2 separate regions of the Zea mays genome follow, and region 1 is linked to region 2. Evidence: chromatin contacts called from public Hi-C data. All regions are on one chromosome and are shown on one strand. Each heading gives the region's core, a stretch centred on a gene start, on an enhancer-like site or on the middle of the called end of the contact. The rest is flanking DNA. Distances are from core to core; before and after follow the strand shown.

Region 1 (5,070 bases), core at 2,039-4,538, 210 kb before region 2:
TCGCGCAGCACCCCAACCTCGACAACATCACCGAGGTCTTCAGCTTCGGCTACAAGCCCGTCGTCTCCTATGGATCCATCAGTAACTCTCTTTCTCTTTCTCTTCTCTCTCTCCGTGATCGATCGTATCACGCGACTCTTCAACGCGACCACGCCTGATGATGTTGGTTCTCTTCGTGTCGTGCGTGCAGATGACACGGCCATGTTCTACGGGCTCAAGTACTTCAACGACCACCTGATGCAGGCGGGGCCGTACGGGAACGTGCAGTCGGAGGTGCTCATGCGCAAGGACGCCAGCACCTTCACCTTCAGGCAGGGCTGGGCCTTCCCGCGCAAGGTCTACTTCAACGGCGACGAGTGCCAGATGCCGCCGCCGGACGCCTACCCCTACTTGCCCAACTCCGCGCCGCCGACAGCCGCGGCGTCGCTGGGCGGCGCAGCGGCAGCGGCCGTCGTGGTGCTCTTGGGCATGATCGTGGCATGAGAAAACACGGGACATCGATCGACCTAGTGCTAGGACCGGCACAGGGGAATGGAAAAAAGACGTTGCTTTCTTCTGTAGATAGAGAGACCAGAGACCTCGGTTTGGGTTTCAGGAATGGTTTGGAACTTTGGATGTTTTTCTTTCAGTGTAGATGGACAAGCCATGATTTTGCAAGGAAAATTAACATGTGCATCTCTCGTCAGATAAAATTGTGCAACCCCTTCTAGTGACGAGGGCGGTTATGAATCACTGAAATGCCATTAAGGCCGGAAACTGTTGGTATGCGTACTCAAACTGTTGATATGCATCCACAACCTTCTTGTTTGTGAAACTGCCGATGGTATTTGAGCACGAAACTTTCCATGATGCGGAGAGAGAAACAGATTATTTCTACTGTCACTTGCCAGTCAGTCTTTGCAGAAATTTACAAGTATTGGGAATGTACATGCTTGGTAGTACGTGAATGCACATCTGAACCTGTTCCTGAATCAAGATTCAAGACACCAAATAAAACTTCGCAACAGATCGACTAATGATCAGCAGCAAGCAACAACGCTGAATCAGGTCAGAACTTGTCATGGGACATTGTGTGCCTTGCCTTGCCTTCCCTACGCATATGGGCCCATCACGAAAGGACTGCGAATGCTGTCCAAGCAGCCGCAACGAGCGGGAGGAGAAGCGAAGGCGACAGCCGCGGCGAGGCGGCGTTGGGCAGCCACGGGTAGGCGTCCGGCGGCGGCATCACGCAGTTGTCTCCGTTGAAGTAGACTCGCCTGGGGAAGGCCCATCCTTTGTGGAAGGTGAACGTGGACGGCTCCTTCCGGAACAGAAGCTCGGACTGCACGTTCCCGTCTGGCCCGGCCGTCATGAGCAGATCGTTGTAGTACTTGATGCCCCATAGCATCGCCGTGTCGTCTGCACGCGCGCGGAAAAAAAAAGAGAAAGAAAAGATTGAATTTCTTCAGTGGGGGCGAACGAGGTCCAGGACCAGGTGGTGGTGCTCGATCTCACTGATCACTCCGTAGGGGTTGAGAGGTCTGTAGTTGAAGCTGAAAATGGTGGTGAGGTTGTCGAAGTTGGGGTGCTGCGCGACCAGGTTCCACTGCGAGTAGTTCATCCGGTAGTTGAAGTTGGTGACCGTGATCTTCACCCTCCAGTACTCCTTGTAGCTGACCTTGACGTGCCAGTGCACCCTTACCGGGCACATGTGTGAGGTGCACTGGACTAGCGGCGCCAAGCTGTTCTTGCTAGGATCGTTGACGACGGAAGCCAGATAGGGCGACCTTCTACTACCCCTGTCCAAGGACAGGCAGGCGGACAACACGCATCGAGTCCAGCAGTATTCACATAACTGAACATGATGAAAATGGTGTGCGTGCGTGCGTGCGTGTGTGTGTTTGTGTCGATCGAAGCTGAGTTCGATCTGTGGATGCAAATTAAACTTACTCTACGCAGCTTCCTGGCGCGGCGGTGCTACTGCTGTTGTTGTTCTGGCAGCCGCAGGAGCATGCTGGGCAGCTAACAATGGTGTCGTTGTAGAACGACGAGAGCGAGACACAGCAGGTTGGAGATCTCTGGGCAAGGAACTGGGAGTACGTGCACGTCACGTTCCAGGTCACTGCGCGAAGAAATTAAACAAGTCGATCGTCAATGCATGAATTTGGTAGGCTTGAGGTTAATCATCTTACGTACTGTGCGCTTGAGTTGATCTCCTGCCATCCTGAGACATGAACTTGGTAGGCTTGACAAGCTTGGCGGCTCCGCAGGTGTACCCGGGACCAGGCGCCAGCAGGGTGAAGTTCCTGGGCACCTTGACGGTCCTGTTGGTGGACCCAGCCTGCCCAACGCTGACCTGGAACGAGGCGACGGCGTCGCTAGGGTCCTGCGCCCACGAGGCGAGCACTCCTCCCCTGCAGCAGTTGGCGGTCTGCGTGTTGTAGGGAGTCCCGGGCAGCAGGTCCACCACCTCCGGGTCCCTCCTGCAGCAGTGGGGGAGGACGCTGGCCTTGAACCTGGAGCAGTCGCCCTGCTCGGTGGCCTGGCCGCCGGTCATCGCCCAGATCACCTCCTTCTTCGCCCACACCCAGCCTAGCCTCCACCCCGGCGGCGCCTGGATGTGGCGGTACTGCTGGTAGTTGTATAGCGAAACGACGGCCTGGGCACGGGCATGGGAGGGGAGGGGAACGAAGAAGCAGGGCGTTTCGATCAGAAGGTGTCCGTCGTCAGATAGTGGCGAATTAATTAACCCGTTCACTCACCACATAGCCATCCGCAGTCCACTGTATCACGTCCCACTTGATTGTTATGTTCCCGTTCGGATCGAGCGGATCGTATGCACCTGCAGGCAAAAAAAAAAAAGTTTCATGCAGCAGCATTCATGGTAATGGTATGGTACGAAAGGAAGCTTTGTTTTATGTGTGATTGAGATTATACGAGGGAGATATATCTGAACATCACAAGAATCATCCGACGAGGACAGGAGATGGCAGGGTTTGGAGGCGGAGGTGCGCGCGGCGCACTGGTCTGACCTGACGGACGCGTTAGAGAGGAGGAGAAGGCGACGGCGAGCAGCGCGACGGAGGCGGCGACGAAGCGCGCGGGCAGGAGCGGCGGCGGCGCCATGCGTGGATCGGCGGCGCGGCAGGAACCCAGCTAGCTCGTGAGGTTTCTGGCGGGCCCTGTACCACTCGATCTCGTGTCTGTCTGCTGTACGTAAGTGCGCGGAGGAACTACGGAGTGCGACCGGAGCAGGGAAGGAGGGAGTGGGCGGGTCAGAGAGAGAAGCAACTTTCCCCTCTCTCTTCTCGCCTAGTTTATGCGATGGCGATGGCGGTGTGAGGTTTCTGGCGGGCGCGCCGTGTCTGACTGACCGGGGATGCAGACTTACGCATGCAGGAAGAGACAGGGCGGTCTTTCGGCCGGGTGTGTCGCGTGTGGGATGCGATGGGATCGGATCATGCGGAGCTTTGCTATACTAGGGGTAGGGGAGTGCCAAGTGACAGCTGCGTCATCGGTTTCAACTGAACTGCGGGCCTTTGGATGGAGATGGTGGATGTAGATAGTTGGATTGCTTCCTTCCGGGTTAAGGTTTTACTCTTTTTTTTTTTTGATCGACTAGCTCACAGGAGCCATCCCTGTCTGACTGTCATGTTGGTAGGTTCTCACAGACTAGCCCACAGTGCTCCGCTAGCTCACTCCAATCTCTTTATATTAATTAGAGCAAGTTTAATAACAGAGACGACTGCAAGTATCGTTGTACGTAGCTTGCTATTTAGCCTATTTATATATCAGTTAGCTCTTCAGTATTAATACATAACTCTACTTATCTCTCTCACAAACCTTTTTGATTTTTTTGTCTAAGTCGAACGCAAGTTTACCGTCTGATTCTCTTCTCTCTCCTCCTCTATTTCGTACACCTCAACATTTTATAATCTTGTATGGCCTCTTGTTATACTTGTTCTTATTACATACTAGATGACAAAAATCGCTTTTCGTGCCGGCCTCTCGAGCCCGATACGTACGCGTAATCTTTCTGTCCCTGGTGACGGCAAGGCAACAGCTAAGACCTAGTATCCAGCAAGCAGCGGCCGCGGACAACCGCAGTCGTCCCGCGTCGCGGAGCTAAAAGAGTAGTAGACGAGACGAGCACGGCAAGCTTTGCAGCCGGTGGCGGGGCTGGATGGTGTGACCCTGACCCGGGGGCGCAACAAGGCAGGCGGCGCGCAGAGCAACACGTCCGGTGTGCCAGTCAGTCAGTGCAAACCCGCCAACCAACCAACAAACCGGTGGCGCGGGGTCGGTCAACCGGCGGACGGGCGGCCGCACTGTGATATCCGTCGAGCGAGCCCCGGCAGCTGGAACAGTATGAGAGATTGCACGCACTATTCTATTCTAGTATTCTATTTCTACGCGGCGACGGCGAGGCCACATGACCAGACCAGGCCACACGGAAAGAACTCTTTCCATTGGCTGCGCACCCATGTTTGATTCCACTGGTCACGTCACAGCTAGCGTCTGCTTGCTACCGTGACCAACGAAACCAGTCGGTCAGTCATCTTGTCTGCGGTCCATTTCCACGGCCAGCGTTGGTCTGCTGCTGCTATGCTACCGCCGCCTGAGGTCCGCTTGTGTCGAGCGCCCGCGACCCGCGTGTCGCTTGGGCGACAAGTGGGCCATTGCGCGCGCTGACCCCGGTGTGGAAATTGGAAGGAAATGAGGTTCGGCCCAAGGGATCGCGGCCCGGGGCGAGTGGCGACTGATATCCGAATCTAGTAGTATTTACAGTACAGCCGACGATGTAAACGAGGTCTCTTAAACTATAATCTAACTGCATACTACATTTAACACTTCAATCTCCGCACCACCATCTCACATAGGTTTATTAAAAAAACCTAACAAACCTCATCTATATCTACAGTTGAATCATGATCTAACAGTCTAGAAGCCTCGCTTGCACAGTAGTCTGGCTTTTCAGCTCTGGCTTTCTGAGTAAGGATGACAATGGGTACCCGAAACCCGATGGGTAAAAACCCTATTAGGGCACGGGTATGGCGGATTTTGATACTCATGGGTATTTTATTGGGTCGT
Region 2 (5,611 bases), core at 2,653-5,152:
ATACTGTTAAATCCTGTTTTTGAGGACCTTCGTAAGCCGAAGGCCCCCAACAAGGAGCGAGAGAAATGGGCAGCGACGATGTGGACGTAGAAGCATTGGGCGGAAAGGAGCAAGAGAAATGAGAGGAAGAAGAAAGGAAACAAATTAGCGCTTAAGTCCTAGCTCGGCGCCAAGATCTGTGGCGCCGAGCTACGTGCTACGTTGGCTGTCGCGTCAGCATGCTCGACGCCATAGTTCATGACGCCGAGCTTTGGATCCAAAACTGTAATTAAGTCATCCAGTGATCTAAATATAAATATTTTTCGAAAATGGAGCTTTAAAAAATCGGTCGCGTCGTGTCTTGCTGTTGAGCCGCGTGTCTCCTCTTCATCACGTTGCGGTTGTGGCTACCTCCTCCAGTCCTCCTCACCTACGCGTAGCGCGCGCTCGCATAGTACCAACGGCGGCGGCGATGAACTCTACACGTGAAGGAAATAAAATAAAACGAAGTGTTAAACTGTGTAATGAGTGACGTGGCGTGCTCTACACGCGGAGCACCTCTTTCGTTGCTCCACTAAATTGGTGGAACTAGGGGTTTCAAGAGTAGAGTTGGTTAGAGTTAAGAGTGTTTGATAACTGATTTAGGAAACGGATCTGAGATTTGTAAAACGGAGCAGCCCCAACACCCCTAAATATATCTACAAATTTTATATAAAAAGCGATCAGCTCAAGCATGGTAGATAAAATGAACAATTAAATTTTTTTTTTTGGGAAATAAACTTACTTGCAGAGTTAACTAAACTAGCAGTCCAGGGAGTAGGCCCGTAGTAGAATTCGGCCCACGATGTTTTGTCGGCGACCACGACCAGGCGGAAGGTGAACTAGCAGAGTAGCACTGCTACCAATCAGCTCCCGGGCTTTTTCTGTGCCACGCGGCGCGACGAAGCATTTGCGTTGCCTTCCTGCGGCGCCCACCGTTGTGTTCCACTGTTCCCAGTGTAGCGATCATGATCCTCTGCACTTCCTGCCGGCGAGTGGAAAAGTTTCTGGGATGGGACGGGACGGGAGCGATCCGCGACAGGCCGCCGCCGAGCTGCAGCGTGCGCCGAGTACGGAGGCGGGCAAGAGCATGTCTCGTCCACGCTCGCCCATGCCGGCGTGTCCGGCGGCCGGCGCCCGTTCCCGCCGAGTATCCGACCACTGCAACCCCCAGCCATACTCACCTTCATCTCGTCAGTGTCCGATGCTCTGAACTGACCCAACTTGACCCCCTGGTCCTGGTCCACCCACGAGCACCAGCTCAGTTTCTGACTGATGACTGAACCTGACTGATCGAGGACGTGACCAACGCAACGCGACGCTCTGACATCCGCGAGACCGGAGATCTCTGCGATGCATTCGATCGCTAGCTCAGTCCCGCCCACACCTCTGCGTTGCACCGCGCCAATGATGAGATGAGATCATGCATGCATGGCACAAGTTACTGAGTAGTAGTACGTCTGTAACGTGCCTCAGGGTGGTGCACTGCAAGCTGCACACCAAAAACGTTTGGATTTGGATCTTTCCTTTTTTCCGCCAGAGACGTCGTCGTCGTCTTTGTTTCAGTTAGTGGCAAGGTCACAACTTTCGCGTCTCTCTCATCTTCCCTACCAACAAAGCGTGAAACACGATTAACGACCGAGTTGGGAAGACTCACACAATACAAATGTTGGACGATAGTTCTTCGTAGTATGGCGTTTAGGAACACACACCATTCATTCTTGCATGCATATATGCATTCAGACATGCAGCCATGGATGGTACTCGATCCCTCCATTGTTATTTATTTGTCGTTGTATAGTTAAATTTTACACTAACAAATGACAAATAAAAAAGTTCGGATGTGGTACCATACACTATCAACCAATGAGAAGCTAACCACCAACAACAACATGGCGCATCATACTGTATTATCAAAACTTTAACCTTTAATAATAATATTATTATTAAAATTATACTGCATCATACTACGCAAGGTCTCGACGCAGGACATGCACAACAAGCAAGCCAGAAGCTACAGTAGCCGAGGCATGCATGCATGCATGGACACACAAACATAACGGCATACACTCATCAGTCTCCCACTCTCGCTACGGCATCCAGGCATCAGGCATGCATGGAGGCTAGGCTAGGAGGCCGCTTGGCCCTGAACCCTGGGTACGGCCTTGCACACCAGCGGCGTGGCCATCTCCAGCGACATGCTCAGGCGCTCCGACAGGTCGACGCCCCCGCCGGCGGCCCACTCGAACTTGTGCAGAAGCTGGGCGACCCAGAGGTGGGTGGTGGCGAGGGCCAGTATCTTGCCGGGGCAGGCGCGGCGCCCGGCGCCGAAGGGGGCCAGGCGGAGGTCGCTCCCGAGGACGCTCACGTCCTCCTCCTGGAACCGCTCGGGGCGGAACTTCTCCGGCTCGGCCCAGATGGCGGGGTCGTGCGCGATGGACCACATGTTGACCATGGCTGTGGTGCCGGCGGGGACCAGGTGGCCTCCGACGTGCGCGTCGTGGACGGCGAGGCGCGCCCACGACAGGAGCGGGCCTGGCGGGTGCATGCGCAGCGTCTCCTTCACGATGCACTGGATGTAGGGTAGGCTGGCGACGTCGGCGTCCGCCACGCCGCGCCCGATGCCCACGACGCCGTCCAGCTCCGCCTGGGCCTTCGCCTGGATGTCCGGGTGCAGCGCCATCCTCGCCATGACCCACTCCATCAAGATCGCCACGGTGTCGGCGCCTCTGAAGATCATCTCCTGTTCAAAACGACCGCAAATTCAATGCGACCATTTTTTTCCATGAACGACGCAACGTTTAAGATGCGAAAGGAATGACATGCATTTTACGCGGCAAGTTAAACGGGAAAAAAAAAGTTAAACTCGATCTGTGTTGTTACCCAAAGAACAGCGATCATGTCCTCATCTGACAGCTTCTCCTCTCCCTCGAGGCCAAGAAGGACGTCGACGAAGTCACCCATGCACTCATCGCCCACGACTCCTCCATTTGCGCGCCTCGTCCTGTGCTCCATGATGATCTTGCCAACGAACGATTCGACCTTTTGGACCAGCCTATTGCACCGGCGGCGCACGCCCTGGGGGTCGAGATGCTTGAGCAATGGCAGGTGGTCAGCCCAGTTGAACGTGCCCAGGAGGTCGTAGCCCTCGGCCACCATCTCGTCCAGAACGGCGCCCTCTCGGCTGCCCATGTCGTAGCGCTTGCCAAACACGGTGGCCATGACGTGGTTGAGAGACGCGACATGCAGCACGCGCTTGAGAGGGACCTCGCCGTGGCGCGCCATGGCAGCGGCGACGTCGGCGACCATGGCCTCGCCGATGGAGGCGCGGTGGTGCGCGGCACCCGCCACGCGGCGCGGGCCGAACAGGTGGTTGGCGGCGAGGCGGCGGAGCCCGCGCCAGTGCGCGTCTCCGGAGGGCGCGAAGCCCATGGCGTGGTGGAAGAGCAGGTGGCGCGCCGCGTCCTTGATGGGGCGGTCGCCGAACGCGGGGCTGGCGAGGATCTCGCGCGCCGTATCGGGCTGGCTCGACACGACGAGACGGGTCAGCCCGACCGAGAAGGCCATCAGTGCCTTGCCGCCGTCTACGGCGTGGGACAGCGCCGCCAGGGTGCGGTGCGCCACGGGGCTGGAGAGCGCGGTGACCACGCCCGTTGGCCCGGGCGGCGGGCGGCGGCAGCGGGAGAGCGCCCACGCAGGACCGCCAGGGGAGAGCCACAGGAGGACGGCGGCTAGGATGAACACAGCCATGAGGGTCGGCAGTGGGGAGGTGGTCGGCAGGAGGAGCAGGAGGAGCGAGTCCTCTTGGGCGCTGGCCATGGTGAGCACCATGTCTGATGAGTGCAGGCTGCAGGGTGATGAGGGGTTTTGATGCAGTGGAGCTGGTGTGTGTGGAATGTTGAGAGGGAGGGATCTTTTAAAAGGGACGGGGGAGTGCGGTGAAAATGGCTGCTGATCTGGCAACTGCACGCCAAATAATTTACTGTTTGCAGTTTAAATCGCAGGTAGGTATTTGGCAGTCCTAATAACTGCATTATATTATCAATCAAATCGTGATCGAGAGCCTGCTTTTTCAACAGTAATGACGCATTAGCATGTTACCTTTGATATAAATGCCTTGATTTTTTATCCGGGTGAAACGCATTATGATTTATGTGTGGGCAATAACCGATAAGATCCTCTGCTTTAATCAATAGACTTGCTATATTTCAATTGCCTGAAATATAGTACTAACTCTGTTCTTAAATATTTGTGGCTCGTTATTTTATTTTTGAACTAATCGATGACAAATAAAAAAACCCGAAAAGAGTAATATTTTCAGACAACGATTCTTTACCATTAGTCTATGAACATGTAAGAGCATTTTCAATAGACTAGTCAAATGTCTCGTCAAGCCAAAATTTTGCTACTCAACAGCAAAAAAAACTCTCTATCAGATTAGCTATCTAACTTGCCAATCTATTCGAATCTCCGTTGTCTCTAACTAGCAAAACTTGGCTAGCCACCCTGACTAGTCAAACTAGATAAATAGTCTGTTGGAGTGAGATGCTATATATAGAATAATACTCCCTATGTTTTTTTTAGTTGTCGCTGGATAGTGCAATTTTACACTATCCAGCGACAACTAAAAAGAAACAGAGGAAGTAATCTTTATGGGATTATAAATAGAGAGTCAATAAATAAAGAGTCCTTTGGAGATACTTTAAAGCTGAGTCACCTTAATGCAGAAAAAAATCAAATAAAACGGCGGATATTTTATTCCTTAAAGAGAAGATAAAAATCAGCATTTGACCACTAGAAAAAGTGTTTAAGTAAATATATAGACAGACTAATAATATCAAACAAAGAGACTTATCTCGCCATTTAGTCTAATCTATGTAATTAGTTTTTTAATTAGTCTATATTTAATACTTATAGTTGATAATCAAACATTCGATATAATATGGACTAAACTTTAGCGCGTAATAAGTTACATTACAACATACAAATGCTAGGTAGGACTAAAGTGAAAGGCAAGCGTAACACTATGAAATAATGCTAGCGGATATGCGGTGATGCATGCAAGCAAGACATACTTCGAATATAAGTTGGATTGTGGAAAAAAATCTTCCAATTACTATATATTAAAGCTGGGAGCAAATCTGGCCACTGGTGCGTCCACGTCAGCGATTTTCTTCTCCGTCGTACGATCCTCATCCAACGTTCAGACTCACACCTCTGGTAGCCGACGGTCCTCTCCCGTCTTCAGCGACACCCAAAGTTACGATGCTTCCAGACTCCTCTCCCTCCCACGGCTCGGCCGCCGCCTCTCTTCAATTGCTCGGTCGCGGCCTCTTCTGAGCTTCACGCCGCCCATGGCTGCTGCCGCTCCCTCTCTCACTTCCTCCTCCCACTGCAACCCCATCTGTACATCACGTCCGGTGCTGTCTTTGCCTTCAGTTGCTGCAGATGGTGGCCATGGGAACTTGAGCAGTCCAGGTATATAAGGTATCCATCGATTCCACCCTCACAGCTGAGCGACACATACCCGCAACCACCCAAATCTATGTGCATCCTCCTGCCACCCACGTCGGCGTGGCCCACACTGCATCCG

Evidence for each region. Hi-C and Micro-C count contacts between places; a contact is called where the count stands out from the background.
Region 1: a Hi-C map of leaf shows a contact between it and region 2, with 2.7 times the contacts expected there. The contact joins the promoter of LOC100037799 here to the promoter of LOC100381532 in region 2. A contact is called at or near these places in 6 of 25 Hi-C or Micro-C datasets (bundle sheath, ear, endosperm and 2 more).

The regions. Positions count from the first base shown.
Region 1 is chr7:173,288,875-173,293,944 of Zm-B73-REFERENCE-NAM-5.0, reverse strand. LOC100037799 (brittle stalk-2-like protein 6) reads right to left here and starts at 3,288. Exons shown (of 6, transcript NM_001112500.1): 1 at 3,012-3,288; 2 at 2,742-2,821; 3 at 2,176-2,638; 4 at 1,930-2,101; 5 at 1,495-1,778; 6 at 828-1,398. The coding sequence starts at 3,105. The coding sequence ends at 1,109. LOC100037800 (brittle stalk-2-like protein 7) reads left to right here. Exons shown (of 6, transcript NM_001112501.1): 5 at 1-81; 6 at 191-675. The coding sequence ends at 483.
Region 2 is chr7:173,081,601-173,087,211 of Zm-B73-REFERENCE-NAM-5.0, reverse strand. It overlaps LOC100381532, which reads right to left and starts at 3,902. Exons shown (of 2, transcript XM_020541063.2): 1 at 2,902-3,902; 2 at 1,927-2,761. The coding sequence starts at 3,849. The coding sequence ends at 2,147.